2 separate regions of the Oryctolagus cuniculus genome follow, and region 1 is linked to region 2. A link is a contact called in public Hi-C data. All regions are on one chromosome and are shown on one strand. Each heading gives the region's core, a stretch centred on a gene start, on an enhancer-like site or on the middle of the called end of the contact. The rest is flanking DNA. Distances are from core to core; before and after follow the strand shown.

What was found. Hi-C and Micro-C count contacts between places; a contact is called where the count stands out from the background.
Region 1: a contact with region 2 is called in a Hi-C map of an unstated tissue, with 5 times the contacts expected there. The contact joins the promoter of CELSR1 here to the enhancer-like site in region 2. A contact is called at or near these places in 2 of 6 Hi-C or Micro-C datasets (ear pinna and an unstated tissue).

The regions. Positions count from the first base shown.
Region 1 is chr11:121,036,438-121,039,643 of mOryCun1.1, reverse strand. CELSR1 (cadherin EGF LAG seven-pass G-type receptor 1) reads left to right here and starts at 1,606. Exons shown (of 35, transcript XM_051828136.2): 1 at 1,606-3,206. The coding sequence starts at 2,109.
Region 2 is chr11:120,923,113-120,926,340 of mOryCun1.1, reverse strand. It overlaps TRMU (tRNA mitochondrial 2-thiouridylase), which reads right to left. Exons shown (of 11, transcript XM_051828164.2): 11 at 1,990-2,173. The coding sequence ends at 2,159. It overlaps CELSR1 (cadherin EGF LAG seven-pass G-type receptor 1), which reads left to right. Exons shown (of 35, transcript XM_051828136.2): 34 at 103-364; 35 at 867-2,361. The coding sequence ends at 876. Among named protein-coding and RNA genes, the nearest start is that of TRMU, 19 kb to the right of the region's middle. Within about 2 kb of position 1,785, at least 1 of the 8 cell types and tissues checked has an H3K27ac peak or open chromatin away from gene starts, as enhancers often do.

The DNA.
Region 1 (3,206 bases), core at 357-2,856, 110 kb before region 2:
GCTGCTGTGGGCACGCGTGGGGAGAAGCGCAGGAAGCAGGCACGCCGAGCTCCGTGTGTGAGCCCGGAGAACACCCCGTCCCGTGTTTCCTCATCCTTGGAGCGCTTGCGTGCACTAAGTGGGGTGCTGGGGCTGGGCTTCCGGGGACACGTATGTGCACGGAATCGTCTTCCAGTCTCTGGGCCCCTGGCTAACCGGCTGTGTGAGCCTTCCTTGAGCTCCGCCCGCTCGCCCTCGGGACCAGGAAACCTGTGGTTTGCGCGCAGCCCACAGGTGTCTTATTCCAGGAAAGCGTGCCCACACCTGAGCCCAGTCCCGGCATTTGCATTGTTTACTTAAGCCCAACCCACCCTATTTAAAGCTCTATAGCAAATAAGGGGGGGGGGGGTCTCTCTGGTTCCAGAGCCCTCACCAGGGTGTCCTCCAAGCCCTCAACTCCGCCCTCTGATCCAGTTCCTCAGGCAAAGCCCCAAGAGGGGTGGAGGGGTGGAGGGGCGGAGGGGCGGAGGGGCGGAGGGAGGCTCCCAGCACCTGCTGGGGTCCCGTTACCTTAGGGCGCTGACTGGCCCCTCCCTGCGCTCTCCACCCACTTCTGCCAACAGGAGCTGCCAGTGGGGACCCCCAGGGCTGGAAGTTCCCAAGGTGAGGCTGACTTCAGGTCTCACACTCACTGGCAGAAGACAAGACACCCATCTCAGGGACTTGGGGCAGGATGGGCCAGGTGGATGACGTGGGTCCCCAAACTCCTGCGCCCCGGGCCCCATTCGTTGCCCTGGGCTAGGACCGACCCTCCTTGGTCAAAAAGCCTCTCCCCGCCACGGAGGCGCCTTCTTCCAGCGGGAGCGCCCCCTGCTCTCGCTCCCAGGCACTGGGCAGCTCCCACGGGCACAGCGAGCTCGCTCCGGAAGCCCCCTGCCCAGGCCGCGCTCTTCCGGAGCCGGGGGACGGGCCTCGCTGTCCCAAAGGTTCTATCCTCCCCTCCCCCTGCCCCGCGCTCTTCTCCGCGGGGCACGGGGCGGTGGCAGCTGCAGCCCGGGCCCCGCGCTCCCGCCGCTCCCCCTCCAAGTCCCAACGTCCGCCAGGTGCTTTTCCTTTCCATTTAAAAGTTCCGCTTTCATCCAAGCGGGACCGAGTGCAGGCGGCGGCCTGCTGGGTTTCAAAGTCCGGGGAAGCGCGCGTGTCGGAGCGAAGCGGCTTTTCAGCCTCGGCGCGTTCGGCAGTAAAAGCGAAATCGCCCCCCGCGGCCACCGGCCTCTTACCGGGGGCTCCCTGGCCCCCGCCCCGAGCCACCGCGCGCGCGCAGCTGGGAGTCGGCGGTCTCTGCGGATCGGTTCTGCGGGGCGGGGGTCGAAGCTGTGGCAGAGCCCGAGTCCCCGACGAACGCGGAGCCGCAGCCCCGCTGGCAGCGGCCACCGGGGGTCCCCCAGCTCCGCCTTTCCTGGCGCGGCCCTCTCCACCCAGGGAGGCCGCAGGGGAGCGGGCCCGGCCCCCAGCCTCCGCCCCGGCCGCGCCCCCGCGTTTCCATAGCGATCAACCCGGCGCGCACCTCGGGCCGGCTCCCCCCGGGGCCGAACAATGAAGTGCTGGGCCGGGGGCGGGGCGGTGCCGAGCCGGGGGCGGGGAGAGCGCGGGTGGAGGGGGCGCAAGCCGGTCGCACCGCCCAGGCAGCAGCCGGCCACGGGGGTCCGCGTTGCGCGGAGCGGCCCAGCCGGCTTGGGGAGCGCAGCCCCCGCCCCGCCCCGCTCCCGCCCGCTTCCCACGCCCGCCCCGCCGAGCCCGCGCCGGAGCCACCTGGAGCCGCCTGGAGCCGCCGCCGCCGCCGCTGCAGGTTGATGCGCGGCGCACTCCCGGGACGCGCGGAGGAGCCATCTTGAAACGAACTTGGCAAACTTTCGCAAAGTGCTCTCGAAGTGGAAGCTGCGGGGGAGGCCGGGCGCTCGGCCCCCGGTGTCCCCGCCAGGGCCCCCGGGGAGGCGGGGCGCGGGCCGCCCCGAGGGCCTGGCGCCGGGCGCGCGGGAGCCGCCCCCCGGTCGCGCCGAGTGGATGCGGAGGCGCGCCGGGTGCATGGATTGTGCTCGGGGGCCCGGCTCGGGCTCGGGCTCCCGGCCATGGCGCCGTCCCCGCCGCCCGTGCTGCCCTTGCTGGTGCTCCTGGCCGCCGCCGCCGCCCTGCCGGCAATGGGGCTGCGAGCGGCCGCCTGGGAGCTGCGCGTGCCCGGCGGGGCTCGCGCCTTTGCCCTCGGGCCCGGCTGGACCTACGCACTGGACGCCGCGCGCACGCCCCGCGAGCTGCAGGAGATGCTGGACGTGAGCCGCGACGGGCGGCTGGTCGGGCGGCGGAGCCGGCCGGGCCCCGGACCCCGCGGCTGCGCGCGCCTCGGAGTGCGCCTGCTGCCGCTGCAGGTCCGCCTGGCCGCCCGCGGCGCTCCGGCCGTGCTGAACTTGCGCCTGCGGGCGCGAGCCCTCGGCCCTGGCTGCCGCGCCCGGCTAAGGCGCCGTCGGGCCCCGGGCGCAGAGCTGCGCGCTCAGGCCGTGCTCTCGGGGGCCGGGCCCGGCGGGGCTCACTGCTTCCCGGCCGCGGGCGACGGCGGCGCGGCCACGCTTCACTGGGCACTCGCGGCCCTGACCACCTTCCCCGCCTGCCGCTGCCCGCCGCACCCCGGGTCCCTTTGCCCGCGCCGCCGCCTCTGCCTGCCGCCCGGCGGCTCCGCCCGCCTGCTCCTGCTGTGCGCCCTCCGGCGCGCGGCCGGCTCTGTCCGGGTGGAGCTGGCTTTGGAGGCGGCCGCGCGGGCGCCGTCGGCGTCGCCAAGCCTGGCCCGGGCCGGGACCGGGGGCTCCCGACGGGCCCGGCGGGGCGCGGGCGGCAGCGCGAGCCCGCAGTTCCCGCTGCCCAGCTACCAAGTGTCAGTGCCGGAGAACGAGCCGGCGGGCACGGCCGTGATTGAGCTGCGCGCTCAGGACCCCGACGAGGGCGAGGCCGGGCGCCTGAGCTACCAGATGGAGGCTCTGTTCGATGAGCGCTCCATCGCCTACTTCCTCATTGACTCGGCCACGGGGGCTGTGACCACCGCCCGCGCGCTGGACCGTGAGACCCAGGACACCCACGTGCTCAAGGTCAGCGCCGTGGACCACGGCTCGCCACGGCGCTCGGCCGCCACCTACCTCACTGTCACGGTCAGCGACACCAACGACCACAGCCCGGTCTTC
Region 2 (3,228 bases), core at 536-3,035:
ACCTGGGGACCCAGGGCATGGGTCCTGTGGGGGACCTGGCTGGCTCAGCTGCGCGAGGGCCACCCCGCTGAGACTGCTGCGCCTCTCTCTCTCTCCTCTCAGGCATCTTAAAAAACAAAGTCACCTACCCCCCGCCACTGCCCGAGCAGCCCCTCAAGTGCCGGCTGCGGGAGAAGCTGGCCGACTGCGAGCAGAGCCCCGAGTCCTCACGCACGTCCTCCCCGGGCTCTGCCGACAGCAGCCGCGCCCCTGACTGCGCCGTCACCATCAAGACCCCGCGGAGGGAGCCAGGGCGTGAGCACCTCAATGGGGTGGCCATGACCGTGTGCGTGGGGAGCGCCCAGGCTGAAGGCTCTGATTCTGAGTAAGTAGCCACAGCCTCCAGGGAGGCAGGGACCTGGCCCTCCCCCATCCCAAGACAGCACCCACAGCCCAGCAGGCTGCAGCTGGGTTCAGACGGAGCCTACACTGCCCTGAGCAGCCAGCTCCTGGGGCCGACGGCCGTGTGTGGCAGGCGGGCCCGGGGTCACTGCTAGCCCATCTTGAGCTAAGGGAACCGAGGCTGGCAGAGCGCCCAGCTGCAGCCTGGAGCTGGGGCCAGGTCCCCTAGAACGGCCCGTGAGTCAGCTGAAGATGGACTTCGCTTTCCTGGATACCACTTGCTCCACACGGTGGGCCCGGGGTCAGCACTGCAGCACCCCCACCCCCACCCCGCCATCTAGCTAAGTTTGCCCTCACCCGAGCGATGGGCTCTGCCCCAAAAGACCTTAGCCCCCTCAGCTCCCCGTCCTCACTGATCCTCCACCTGCCTGGTGGCTTCTTCCCACGCACAGAGGCAGTAATGAAACTTCAATTTGAACCATCAGGAACCGGTGAGGCAGTCCCTTCCCACGGGCCACCGCGTCGTCCTGCCCTTGCCGCGCAGCCCAAGGGGCTGCTCTCCAAGAGGGAAGGCCCTGGGCGTGGGGGTCCTGCAGTGGCAGCTTCGTGTCTGGAGTCCCTCCAGAGGCTTGGGGCCCATCAGACCCTGTGGCAAGTGCCAAATGCCAGAGGCCCCAAGGGAGGGAGGCATCCTTGGACAGCACACGGCCAGAGCCCTGCCACTGGCCCAGCCTGCCAGCTCGCCAGGCACAGCCTGAAGACACAGGCCTCTTCCCACAGCACCGGCCCTTGGCCAGAAGCCCAGACTCTGGTTTGAAAGCAAATCCGTTAACGTTGAAAAGGTGCAGATATACTGTTGTTTGCATGGGACTCTGCATTGGTACGGACTGTGGATACCGGGAGTGTGGAGCATGAACTGGCATGGTGTGGCTGCTGCCAGGTTCCCAGCAGGTCATGGTGTAGTCGGTGGCATCAGCCGTCTCCAGCTTTCACCAGTGAGCCAGAAGCCGTGCCCTGACCGCTGGCCTCCCAGATGCACGGCATCTGCTTTGGGGCCAGTGCTTCTCCCAGACAGGGAGTCCCAGGAGCCCGGCTGTCACCAGGGACACAGCAGCAGCACAGCTGTCGCTGTGCAGGCGCCATGGCCGGGCCCACTCCAGGTCCAGGGTGGAGGCCTCCCTGGAGCCGTTCCCAGGAGCGCAGCATTGCAGGTGGGAGACGCCTTTGTTCCCGGCTCCTGCTCCAGGGATCAGACAGCATTCACGCGTTCCCGACGCAGACGGAGGCACGAGGGCTTCAGGGTGTCACATTCTTTCCTGCCAGTTTCCTAGCTGAGGCCCCACCCCCCGAGTTGACCAATGACATCGTTGTGCCTCAAATGCCCGATTATGCAGAGGACAAAGGCACAGCCGTGCTTTTCAGCGCCTCCCAGACTGTTCCTGGAGACTCACAGTGAGGGCCGCTGTCCACAGCGTGGCCCGAGGGGCTGTGGAACAGGGCCCAGGATTACTCAGACCCTGCATTCATTTCAGCGTTTCCTTTGTTCTTCATGTCAGTGCCCAAGCGGTGGACAAGCGGTTTCCAGACACTGGAGACGGCTACACGTCACTGAAGACAGTTTAATACCCCCCCACCCCCCTCCAAGCCATCCATGTGCCTTACCGGGCGAGTGGCTGCCAACACAGAGGAGGTCTCCGCAGGTGACTCCTGAGACCTGAGTGCCCGTGGTCCGAGCAGTCCCCAGCCCCGTGTGCGGATCTCGCCCTCCGAGCAGTTCTTAATCTGATGGGCACTGTTATCAAAAAAACAATGGTCAGTTCCACCGACAGGAAAAGCCTGGGCTGTTTTTATGACTAAAGACTTTATAAGAGAAAGCAGACACTGGAGGTTTTTAACGTGTATTTATTAATGTTCAGAACACTGGAATGACACCACCACGAGAAAAGAATCTACAATAAATTAAGATTTTTTGAATTTGTACTTCTGCCTTGCTGGTCTCTGCTTCCTCACGCCCTCCCTGGGCAGCACAGAGGGGCACCGTGGGCCTTTGTGGGCTCTGCTACGCGACGCTCTTAAGCATTTCCTGACACGCCTGAACTCATGTCTGTCACCGAGTTTGCAGCCACTATCTGAGCTTTTTTGCTGCATGACTCTGGCTGGTGCTCAGTGACACACGTCAGGCCTTCGGGGCTCGGCTCCTGGCTCCTCCTGGCTCCTCGGCCCATGGTTTCCAGTGCTCAGTCTTCTGCAGGCCAAGTCTCTCTGCCCTTGAACCCATCCAGTGCTTTGCTTGAATATATTAAGCTTTAAAATCCCCACCAGGTTCCTCTTACTTCTTGCTGGAAACGTCGGCCCCCACGTTCCTTGCCCGCTGCCCACACTGGGGCTGTCTGGCTGGAATCTGCCCGTCAGCTCCTGGCACCCTCCTGGTTCTGTGCGCCAGGTTAACTTCACAGCAAACTCTCAGTGGGCATTTCAAGCATGGCCTCTCCCTGCAGCGTCATTTGTTTCCACAGCAGGAGACACGTGTAGTGCCCTGGCCCTGGCCCGCCTGTGAGTGCGCGGCAGCTGTCGAGACCTCTGCAGCACGTACTGGGTCTGCTTCAGGCACTCACAGGCTGGGGTGGGAGGAGCCTGGGCTGCACACACCATTAAGAGGGGGCCTCCGCTCTCTCTCTCGGATCCCACCTCGTGCTAACTCCATGGCACATCACCACCAGGCAAACGGGCTTCCCCAGAGTTCCAGCCACTTGGGGTGGTACTAAGACAAACAGTGGTGGCGTGTGTGTGTGTGAGATAGAGGGGGAGAGAACAAAGAAACCACGAGGTTCCCCTAACTTGGCCCAC